2 separate regions of the Mus musculus genome follow, and region 1 is linked to region 2. A link is a contact called in public promoter capture Hi-C data. All regions are on one chromosome and are shown on one strand. Each heading gives the region's core, a stretch centred on a gene start, on an enhancer-like site or on the middle of the called end of the contact. The rest is flanking DNA. Distances are from core to core; before and after follow the strand shown.

Region 1 (5,473 bases), core at 1,175-3,674, about 17 Mb after region 2:
TGGGGCCTTCTTCTCATCTCACTGCTGAAGGGTTCCTGTCCTTGTTGGCCCTGTCCCTGGACATAAGCCAGAGGGGAGGCAGTGGCTACAGGGGTTCAAGCAGATCATGATACTCAAGTTGGAGAACTTGCCCCTTCCTAGGTGTCTTCACCTGCAAGGTGAGTATGGGAAGACCAGAGACCCAGGTGGTTCCCAGGGACACTGAAGAGCTCAGACCTAAACTAAGGTCAGAGGCTCCACCCTTACTTCCTCCTGAGAGGCAGGCAGAGCAGGGGCTGCCTGCACCAGGTAGCTGACCCTGGGTGTTCTACTTGGTTACCAAGATTTAGAGGCTCATAAATGCAGCAGATACCTCCAGCTCAGGAAAGCCCTGGCAATCTTTGCTCTGTCCCAGGACACATGAGACTCCAAGCCTGTTCTGTACGTTGGAAAATAACTTTATTTGTTCTAGGGCATTGGCCAGAGTCCCCTTAGAACTTCTGAAACTGCTTCTTGGTGCCAGCAGCCTTGGTGACCTTGAGCACATTGAATCGCACAGTCTTGCTCAGGGGCCTGCACTCTCCAACTGTGACAATGTCTCCGATCTGTACATCCCTGTGGGGTCAGACAAGGAGTCTTCAGGAGGGGCCTCCCCAGCAATTCCTTCATCCAGACAGGCCAAAGGGGTGGGGGCCACCCTTGCTCCACCCAACCAGTCACCATCTACGCAGTTGCTAAGACTAACAAACTACAACTTCTAGTTCCCAGACGTTCACACAGCAGTCTACACACTCCTGGACCCCACACTGCTCTGCCCATGGGACACCTCCAGCCTAGCCAGTGACTGTCTTGTCTAGAGTCATTATCCCAAGCTACCAGAGTCACCTGAAACAGGGGGACAGGTGCACAGACATGTTCTTGTGACGCTTCTCAAAGCGATTGTACTTTCGGATGTAATGGAGATAGTCCCGGCGGATGACAATGGTCCTCTGCATCTTCATCTTCGTCACGACACCTGGGAGAGTAACAGAAAGGTGTTAGCAGGTAGGAGTCAGTTGAACGGGGCTCCCAAGAAGCTCCATTTATGGCATCAGCTTTGTCAACTGGCTGTCTCAGCAGTGCCCTAGAGGACATCTGAAGACCATCGTGAGAACAGACATCACTTGCCAGCGCCCCTGGACGCAGGAACCTAGAACCACCCTTCCAACATCCCACTCACCAGACAGGATCCGACCTCGGATGGAGACGTTACCAGTGAAGGGGCATTTCTTGTCTATGTAGGTACCCTCAATAGCCTGCAAAGTTAAGAAAGTGGGGTTTAGATTACCACTTCCTAAACAGAACCAAGGATGACGCCTCAGGGCCCATACTACAATTCCCAGGGGCCCATGGGAAGCCACTGTGAAGGGGGCGGGGTGGCTGTGCTCCCACACGTGCAGGGCAGCAGGGATCTCATCTGCTGGAGGGTCCTGTACCTCTTTAGGCGTCTTGAAGCCTAGACCGATATTCTTGTAGTACCGAGGGAGTTTTTCCTTGCCGGTTTCTCCCAGCAGAACCCGCTTCTTGTTTTGAAAGATCGTAGGCTGCTTTTGGTAAGCACGCTCCGTCTGTAGGGATGAGAATTTGGTGAGGTTGCAGGTAAAGTTCAAGGAAATCAGAGACAATATTTCTTCCTTCCTACCTTCAACCTTATTTGCCCCAATCGCCAAAACCGGCTGGTCAGGGCTCTCCAACCACCCCAAGTCTAGTTTAGCTCACACACTGCGTCCCATCTAACACCTCCACAGCCTGCAGAACTCACGGCTGAGATCAAAAAGAGCTTTTCAGCCAGACTGGACCTCCAAAACATACAAATCCACTCATTCGGGATTCAAGCTTATGTCCACGTAGCCGAGCCTGGTGGGCCGGATCTGTCATCCCGGTTGAGGTTGAGGCAGGATGGCAAGTTTAAGACAAGCCTAAGCTCATCGAGGCCAGAGCTGCGCTCACACTGAAAACTACAGCGAGGTCGGGACCGCAGCCCTGCCGTAGAGCGCACGAGGTCCGGGCCTCAGTCTCCATCAAGGGGAAAAAACCTGCTTTACCCAGTGTCCCCGGCTCTGCCGCCGCAGGACTCCCGCGCCGCAGGATGCCCTCCTCCCGCCACAATCCCTCACCCGTTAAGCTCTGAGCTTTAAGAACCAACTCCCGAAGCGCCAGGGACCCCATTACTGCGTAGAGCCCGGATTTCCGAGCCGCCTGAGACGAAGGCATTCGCAGGCATCCTCGCTTCAGCTAATGCGTAAGACAACGAGGACGCCAAGGGATACGCTCCACACCGAAGCGTCGGGGGAAAGCAACTAAACGCTCGAACCTGAATGTCCGCCATCTTCCCGGCCGCCGGAGAAAGGGAGAGGCAGGGCCGCTCCCGGCTTCCTTATTCACCACGCGAGGTCGGGGCGGAAGTGACGCGGGGTTATCCTCACGGAGGTGGGAGGTACTTCCGGCGAGAGCCCGCGTTCCTGGGACTGTCCGTACGCCGCCATGACGGGGGAGGACTAAGGGGCGGGAAGATCCTATCATCTCGCGAGATTTCAGGAGCACGATGTGGAGGAAACGTGCATCATGTGGTACGGCGAGGCTTAGGGCGGAGAAGGCGTGCCGTACGGGTTGGGAAACACGTGCTGGGATTCAGTTTCCAGAGAGAAGCGGCCGTGCAGAGCGGGTCTCAAGAAAGGGGTGAACCGCTTTACAGCAGAGTATCTGCCATACGATGTCAGGAGCAGCCAGCGTCGACCGAATAGTCAACCTTTCTTCCTTTTATTAAAGGCCGACGTCACCAAGGTCGCATGTCCTTTGTTGACAGTATCTCAGGCTGCGCGTCTACCCACACTTTGATGGGTTTATGTCCTGACTACTCGTGGATGAGTGTCTAACCTTAGGTGACCACCCCAGGTAATAGAGGAACCATTTAGCCAGGTGGCAAAAGCTTGTGTCAGTTTCTCGTATTCACCGTTCTAGCCCTGCACAGATGGGCTAGAACAGTATAAAGCATATTTTCAAAATAGATTGACATTTTGAGTGGTGCTGGATCTTTTTAACCCCAGCACTCACGGAGGCATAAGGACTTGGCTTCCAGGTCAGCTAGCTGTAATAAAAACTCTAGTGGTGGTTAACATGGGAAGCATTTTTAAGATTATATGTAAGTACACTGTAGCTGTTCTCAGATACTCCAGAAGAGGGCATCAGATTTCATTATGGATAGTTGTTAGGCACCATTTGGTTGCTGGGATTTGAACTCGGATCCTTCGTAAGAGCAGTCTGTGCTCTTAACCACTGAGCCATCTCGCCAGCCCCCGGAAGGATTTGATGTTTAAAGAACCAGAAGACTCAGGCGTGGTAAATGCCTTTAGTCCCAGCCTTTGTGTCATGGCCTGACCTCCTACAGTCCAGGTACCAGCTCTTGTATCTTGGTGCTGACTTACAGTAACACCATCTAGGACAGGACCCAAGATGTATATCTGCAACTTTTGAGCAACAAAGCCTATCCCGTGAGCAAGGATTCACCCAAAGGGGCCCCCCATGCAGATGACCTGCTGGTGCCCTCTGCCCCTCTCTGCACAGCACACATCGTACACACTTAAGTCAAATAATTTATTAGCACATAAAATCCTCCAGAAAAATACTGCTTTGTGGTCTGCTGGGAAGGAGCAAGGCAGTGCTCCAAGTGTGCACTTGTGAACCCCAGCTCATGTGCAGATCTCATTTTCATAGCTGCAGAATAGGGTACTTGGTCAGGTGGGTGGGGCAGCCCTGCTACTCATTTTCAACACTGAAGCTCAACTGATTCATCCCATGGTTTGCACTTTAATAAAAACTCATGCAGGTGGTGCGCTGTCAGCTCTCTAATGTCCCCTCTACCCACAGGAGCAGTGCCTAAGGAACCTTTGGTCCCCACTTCCCTAGTTGGCGGCGGAGGAAGGGCAGGCCAGGCAGGCATGAGGCAAACAGTCTTTATTGGGTTCACACCAGGAGTCCGTTGGTCTTGAGGACCTCTGTGAACTTGCAGATTTTCTTCTCCACATTCTTTTCTGCCTGTTTCCGTAACCTCTGTGGTGTGAAAAGACACATGTCAGAGCGGTTGCTTCTCACCTGCGCCCCCCTAATCCTGGATCTCAGTGTCCGTCCTCACCAAGATCTGCTTCTTCTTCCGATAGTGCATCTTGGCCTTTTCCTTCCGTTTCTCCTCCAGAGTGGCTGTCACTGCCTGGTACTTCCACCCGACCTCATGCGCCAGACGCCCCAGGTAAGCAAACTGCAGAGGCACAAGGCTGTAAGGACATGGAATGTGCCCCAGCAGCACAAGGGTGAGCCGGAGGGCCTAGGGACCCTATTTCAAGGACTCATCCCCAGCACGGGAGCCCTCCTGGCATCAGCTTAGCCTTTGGCATTATCGGCACTGCCCTAACTGTGGCATCCGAAGACCATCGTGAGAATAAGAACATCATGTGCCAGTCTTGAGGCTCACAAGCCTAACCTGTAACCTAGAGCTTACCTTTCTGGTAGGCTTCAGCCGAACAACCTTGAGAGCAGCAGGGACCACCATCCGCTTTTTCTGTTGAGAGAAAGAGATGCTCAGAGACCTGTTGGGAACACCTAGCAAGAAGGCCAGCAGGGTAGGCGTCTCAGCCAGTGGGGTTTTCATGAGGCTCAAACAATGTAGGTAATAGCAGAACATCACAGACGCTGGACGCAGAGGCTGTAAGGCTAGGCTTGCAAGGCTCACCTTGTCATAGGGTGGAGGGATCCCATCCAACACCTTGAGGCGCTCCAGGGCAGCCTGGCCTCTCTTGGTCTTGTGGGGCAGCATGCCTGTGGGGGTAACAGCGGGCCTCATCAGAGGTGCTGAGAACCCCGTCTGACCCCAGGGCAAGGGCTAGAACAGCCTCAGATGGTAGTGCATGTAGAGTCATCTCATAGTCGAGCAACTCGAACATGAGTGGGAGATGTCTCATCACAAGCTGCCAGAGCCTACCCTGTCCTACATGTCACCACATCACCAACTCACCTCGCACAGTGCGCCAGAAAATGCGGCTGGGGGCTCGGAAGTGGTAGGGGCCTCGGGAGGGGTTGGTATTCATCCGCTTCCGGAGAAAGGCCAGATACTTTACTGTCAGGACAAAAGTATGTGAGGCACCCTTGGACCCAAGAGCAGAGCAGATAGCCTGCTTGTCCAGGAGCAAGGCAACAGCCCGCCTGAAGACCACTGCCCCAGCCCTAACTCACACTTGTTTCTGTAGAAGTTTCCAGAAATGTTGATGCCTTCACAGCGTACGACCACCACCTTCCGGCCTAGAGTTAACAGGGAGTTGGAGATTAGTCAGCAAAGCCTCTTGGAAGGCAGATCTCTTGCTCCAAAAGTATTTTTAGGCCAGGGGTCCCAAGAAAGCAGGGGCTGGCGAGTCTCAGAGCGGTGCATGGGTTGATCTCACAGTCGTGAGACTCAAACGAAAGA
Region 2 (5,665 bases), core at 192-2,691:
GAGGGGCAACAGGCCTGGTTAGGGTCTCTTCGAGTCACAGGGGTCCCAGGGGCAGCAGAGAAGGCAGAAGGGGAAAGTGGAAGATCCCCAGGGGGCGGTGGGGAGCTGGAAGGCGAAAAGGAACAAGAGGACAGGGAAGGGCCAGAAAAGCCTGGAGGTGGCGGCGAGCTTCTGCGGCCTGAGGGCAAGCCGGAGAAGCTGATGCTTTGTCGCAGCACATGGGGCTGGCCAGGGAGAGCTAGGTCCTCGGTGGGGTTGTGGATGAAGTGGCATCGAGAGCCATAGGGGCAGCGGCCCTGGAGGTAGAACTTGTGGCAGAGTTCCGTTTTGTACTTGGGGTGGCGATTGGCTTGGCGAAGTTCACCCAGGCCGTGAGCAAACTGGCACTTGGCCCCGTAGCGACAACGCCCGCTTTCTGAGTAGGTCCGACAGAGCTCGGTCTTGTATCGAGAGGAGGTGGTGGGAGTTGCAGTAGGCGAAGTAGGTGAGGGTGACAGCTCAGGGCCTGGGCGGGGAGCCAAAGGTGCAAAACCAGGGGGTGGGGGTACCCAGCCACAGCTTCGGCCCTCCACCAGGCTAGTGGAGCGGCCAGTCAGGCGAGAGGTGACCCCAGACGGGATGGAGTCCGAGTTTATGTTCCAAAGTCCTCCGAGGGATTCGGTTCCTCCGTGGTCGGATGACAGGTCATGGCTCATCGACTGGAGGCTCTGAGAGGAACAGGGTTCGGTTAGGCCACCAGAAAAGGTAAGGTGACGTCGCCCCGCCCCTGTTGTAAAGCACTTCACGAGCTTGCCAGTCCGGTTTGTGGGTTCTCGGCCTGAGCCCCACCCGGCTCACACAAACTCCAGGGAGAACCTGACTACAGAGATTTGAGTGTTTCCACATGACTGAAGGTAATCCAGAAGGATCTAGGAAGCCCAGTATCCCCGATCGAGAGAGGGTTCCCCCCCAAATCAAAGCACACTGCTGCTCGCCAACTTTGGGCCTCTAGGACTCCCCCCCCCCCCATATGACCGCCCACCGGGCGCTCGTTTCACAACTTGAAGGAGCCGGCCAAAGCTGACCCAGGAGGCCAGATCTCTCTAGAACTCTTACCCTGTCAACTCCCCCCCTACCTCAACCTTAGCACCTGCTTGGCCACCAAACCGCGCCATGGGCAGCGAAGGGCACTAGACAGGTGTGATGCCGCTTCCGCCCTACGCGAGTGACAGCAGTGTGCCAGCTTTTCGTCCCAAGGGGATCGCCGGTATCTGGACCGAGGCGCTAGGCTCGCTGGCTCCCTCTCTCATTTCCAGCCAGCCAGGGCTAGTCTGAGAAGGTACGGAGGCGTCCCGGGCCTAAGTTTGGTGCGTCGGGGATCCCGGGATGCTGTCTAACAGGTACTCACCTCGTAGATGGCAGAGAGATCCATGGTGGCGCGAATGGCCTTGGTGAAGAGACCGACTGTCGGTTCGCAGAAGTCAGGCTGTGGCCCGCAGCAGGAGCTTTCTCCTTTTATGGGGCGGCCTGGGGGCGTGGCCACTAGAGCTTCCGGGACGCGCCCCCGCGGCGTAGCTCGGCCGGCCTGGTACTAGGCCCCTTCCGCCTATCTGCTGGTTAGCATGCAAAATGTGCCTGAACTTGGCCCTCCCGCAGCTCCGGCCCCTCTCGGGGGGTAGTAGGGAGGGTTGTGTACGACCAACTGGAGGTGATGGTAGCGGGGCGTCCTAGTGTTTTTCAGAGGTGGAAGGCAGTCGGGAAGAGAACTGGGGCAGAAGTGGGGGCAGGGCTCTAGGGACAATTGACAAGGGCAGAGACTGAGGGCGTGTGCGTGTGAGACAGACGGGGGCGGGGAGAGACAAGTTGGAAGAGACAGAGATGGCCAGAAGCCGAGAGAAAAACAAAGAGACAGTGAGAGACATTCACAAGTAGGATCTGCTGGTTTAGGACTGTGATTCCGGCCCCTCAGGGAGGCTGAGGCAGGAGACTGGTAGTTCAAGGCCTGGCTCCACTATACAGTGGGTTCTAGGGCAGCTTGAGTAACTTGGTGAGACCCTTTTCTTAGGAAGTAAAAAGATGCCAGATCACTGATGGCCCAAACTTTTAATTTCAGCACTTGGAAGGCAGAAGCAGACGGATTTCTATGAGTTCGAGGCTAGCCTGGTCTACAGAGTGAGTTCCAGAACAGCCAGGACTACACACAGAAACCCTGTCTTTTTTGTTTGTTTGTTGTTTTTGTTTTTCGAGACAGGGTTTCTCTGTATAGCTCTGGCTGTCCTGGAACTCACTTTGTAGACCAGGCTGGCCTTGAACTCAGAAATCCGCCTGCCTCTGCCTCCGGAGTGCTGGGATCAAAGGCGTGTGTCACCATGCTCGGCTGAGAAACCCTGTCTTGAAAAACAAAACAAAAGACAAGACAGTGGCATATGGTTGTAATCTTGGCATTTGGAGGTGGAGGAAGGGGGATCAGGCGTTCAATGTCAGACTAAGCTATTGATTGAGTTCCAGGTCCTACTTTTAAAAAAAAAAAAAAAAAAAAAGAGAAACCACGAAGGTAAGGAGGAAGTAAAACGAAGTCTCAGCGACTTGGTATGTACTCCTTAGAGCCAACCCTATTATAGAAAGAAAAAAAGATGACATTTACAAAGTGGGGAGACAGTAAGACAGGGAGAGGGGACTGGGAAACAAATCTAGGCGAGGAAGTGGGTTACAGAAAGATAGAAAGGCGAAATAAAAACTTAAACCTGAAGGCACAGAACCTGTAAGACAGTTGGTCCAGGTAGGGACCGCTCTGAGCTGTAGCTCAGCAGTGCCCTTCCAACCCCCTAGTCTAGCATGGCTGGATAGCACATTTACCCAAGCTGCAGTTTAAATTAAGAGGTTTTGCTTCCGAAAACTCAAGGTTGGAACAGCTTACGTCTTTTATTAGGGAGGAAGCTCTGCTCTATTGAAAGAATGGGCCACCTTCAACGTTGAATGGGTTTCTAGTAATGCAAGCAGTCTTAACTCAACTCTCTGGAGATCTGTAAGGTTTTTGCTTTTCAGTCGGTCTCCTTAGCCGGCTTGGAACTTGCGATCCTCCAGTCTCCACCACCCAAGTAGTGTTAGGATTACAGGCATGGCCGCCACACCCAAGTCAAAAGTGTTATTTCAAGGATATCTCCAGTGAAAAAGAGTTCTTGTGTATGGGGGTTATCATTGCCAGGAGTGTAATTACCATGCTGGGAAGTTCTCACACGGTGCGTTGCGTATCGAGGTAGGGAGATTCTGCCAGGCTACTTACTGGCTTGCCTCATAGGAGAGGGGGTTGGGGGGAATCCCTGGTGCAGCGCTTTCTGGGGCCAAGGGGCCTTCCTGGGCTGGTCCCGTGAGCAGGGCGGGCCATAGGCTGCTGTGGCACGGTTGCGGCCTCCCGCTCGCCCGTGACTCACTCGCTTAGGGCGGGGGAGGGGGGGCTTCCTGGAAGCCGTGACGAGGACGCTCAGCCCGGACGCTTGGGTTCCTTCTCTTGTAACCAGGGTTCCAGTCTGTTGTAAACAGTCTCGAGGACAACGGGAAAAGAAGGGAAGGAGGGGCACAAAAACTTGCCTCCCGCCCAGTTTACAAATCCCTGAGCCAGCCAATTTTAGGACCAAACGCAAAAAGCGAGGGTTGGGGTGGGGCATGTCGGGGTTTTTTGGAGGCCAGCAGGGACTGGATCATGGAGGAGTAATTCCAGTTTCGATTCCCTGGAGACTGGGAACCTTTTGCCATTCCTGACTCAGCCTGGCCCCCTCCTCTATCTGCTGAGTCACTGGGATTAAAGCTTGGATGCCTGGTATTGGGCTACTCTCTAAAGGATGCGGGCGTTGGGGATAGAAGACGGTTTAAGCAGGACAACCCCTCTGAAAATGAAGACTTTAAGCCGTAGGACTCACAAAGTGTGTCGTCATCTAAAATACGGGGCCAGGTGCTAGCTCTTTTCTGCCCCACACCTTGTGCCTTGGCTCTCAACCCGTTCCTTTCCTTGTCCAGTGGTCCAGACACACAGATCACCTCCTTCAGCACCAGGAATCCAGGCCCCACTTATGCTCCCTTAGACTCGCGGCCCTCTTCCCTCCGACCTAGAGGTCTAAGACTTAAAGATCTAGGCCCCAAGCCCCTTTTCTCTGGATCTAGGAGTCCGGGGTTCTGTCCAGCCCCCGCTTGTGTGCCCCAATCCCAGGAGGAAGTTCATAGCCTGACTCCTCCCTGCTCCCCACGTAGCCAGCGGGGAAAATCCGCGGCCCAGACAGTGGCCGGGAATCCCCTCTGGAATGACGGTGGGGAAGGGGATGGCCAAGGTCCCTCAGGGCAGGCGGCCACGTCCTGTGCGCGCTGGGGTTGGGGGCTGGGGTAGAGAAAGGGGCGGAAACCAGAGAGGCTAAAAATATAGCAAGCACTTCCGGCCTAGGGGGAGGTGAACTCTGAGCTGAGTTTCCAGAAAAACAAGCAGGGACGGGAAACGCGGGGGTGTGAGAGCCAGTGGGCGGGCAGGGGCCGTGTACTCGCAGCACGTGTGTGTGTGTGTGTGTGTGTGTGTGTGTGTGTGTGTGTGTGTGTGTGTGTGTGTGTGTGTGTGCCACACGCAGCACGTGTGTGTGTGTGTGTGTGTGTGTGTGTGTGTGTGTGTGTGTGTGCCAGTCGTGATTGCCTGTGAGTGTGGTCCAGGCAGGGAGGTTGTTGCATGGGAGGACAACCAGTATGCCACCTGTACTGTGCCCACTGTATGGGGAGCTGTGCTCACTCGGCATGTGTTACGGGAAGTTCCTAGTTATGTATTTGTGGGCGCGGGTGCGGGGACGCGCCTGTGAACCAGTGCTTAAGGTCCCCATAGAACAAACAGGGTAAATAAATTTGAAGCCACCTCTATGTGTGTCACTGACTACTCCTCATGTGCTGCAAGTGGCCTCTGGAGAATTGTCAACTGTAACTACTGCAGCTGTCTTTGAAGGGACTTCATGAGAACTGTCACTTCCACCCCACCCCCACCCGTCTGTGTGTAACTGAGCCACCGTGGGATCTGTGCTAAGTGTGTCATTCCTAGCAGGTGCCTGGGTGGCAGGATTGTACACATAGCTTTCTGTGGCTCACTCAGCACTGTTAGACTCTGTGTACAAATATTATTTGTGGGTCTGTGCCCTTTATGTGGCTATCTTAAAGGTTGCCTGTTCCTGACAGTGTGGTAGAATTGAGTCTGGACATAGTTCCTCTATGGACCCGTCATAAGGCAGTGAAACCAGTGAACTTTGGTGCTTGACGTAGCTGCAGGCGCGTGATGGGGAGGGCTGCTGTGCGGCGCTTCTGTGTCTGCTTCTGTGGGCAGAACAGACTTGCACACACTGGCATCTGGATGCTGAGTGCCTGAGCCAATCTTATCTGTCCCCAGCGAATGAGGCGGCTCTGCCGCAGAGCTGAGTCAGCCTGTGATGGGCAAAGTCTTGATGGGGTGAGAGATAGTGGGTTAAATGGTGGTTACAGGGTTGGGTAGTCACGTGGTTAGATAGTTGCTTTAGTGTTTGTGGCACTTGGTCATCGAGCAGGGTCCATGTGTGTGGGAGGATGGCCAATGTGCTAATCTCTGCTGGGGGGTGGGGCATGTGCCCACAGTCAGTCTTTGTCTTTGGGGGAAGCAGCCTGTAGAATGTGAAGCAAGTTGGCCTCGAAC

What was found. Capture Hi-C pulls out chosen DNA fragments and counts their contacts.
Region 1: a contact with region 2 is called in a promoter capture Hi-C map of liver, with 2.5 times the contacts expected there. The contact joins the promoter of Rps11 here to the promoter of Zfp36 in region 2. A contact is called at or near these places in 1 of 39 promoter capture datasets (cranial neural crest), 1 of 484 Hi-C or Micro-C datasets (CD4 T cells) and 1 of 9 other capture datasets (liver).

The regions. Positions count from the first base shown.
Region 1 is chr7:45,121,965-45,127,437 of GRCm38.p6, forward strand. Rps11 (ribosomal protein S11) reads right to left here and starts at 2,425. Exons shown (of 5, transcript NM_013725.4): 1 at 2,333-2,425; 2 at 1,455-1,586; 3 at 1,199-1,274; 4 at 865-994; 5 at 424-594. The coding sequence starts at 2,347. The coding sequence ends at 471. Rpl13a (ribosomal protein L13A) reads right to left here. Exons shown (of 8, transcript NM_009438.5): 3 at 5,245-5,310; 4 at 5,027-5,128; 5 at 4,745-4,830; 6 at 4,514-4,573; 7 at 4,151-4,273; 8 at 3,599-4,068. The coding sequence ends at 3,982. Snord35b (small nucleolar RNA, C/D box 35B) reads right to left here and starts at 1,147; the gene lies at 1,061-1,147. It overlaps Snord35a (small nucleolar RNA, C/D box 35A), which reads right to left and starts at 4,471; the gene lies at 4,383-4,471. It also overlaps Snord34, Snord33, Mir5121 and Snord32a.
Region 2 is chr7:28,377,787-28,383,451 of GRCm38.p6, forward strand. Zfp36 (zinc finger protein 36) reads right to left here and starts at 1,442. Exons shown (of 2, transcript NM_011756.4): 1 at 1,388-1,442; 2 at 1-707. The coding sequence starts at 1,411.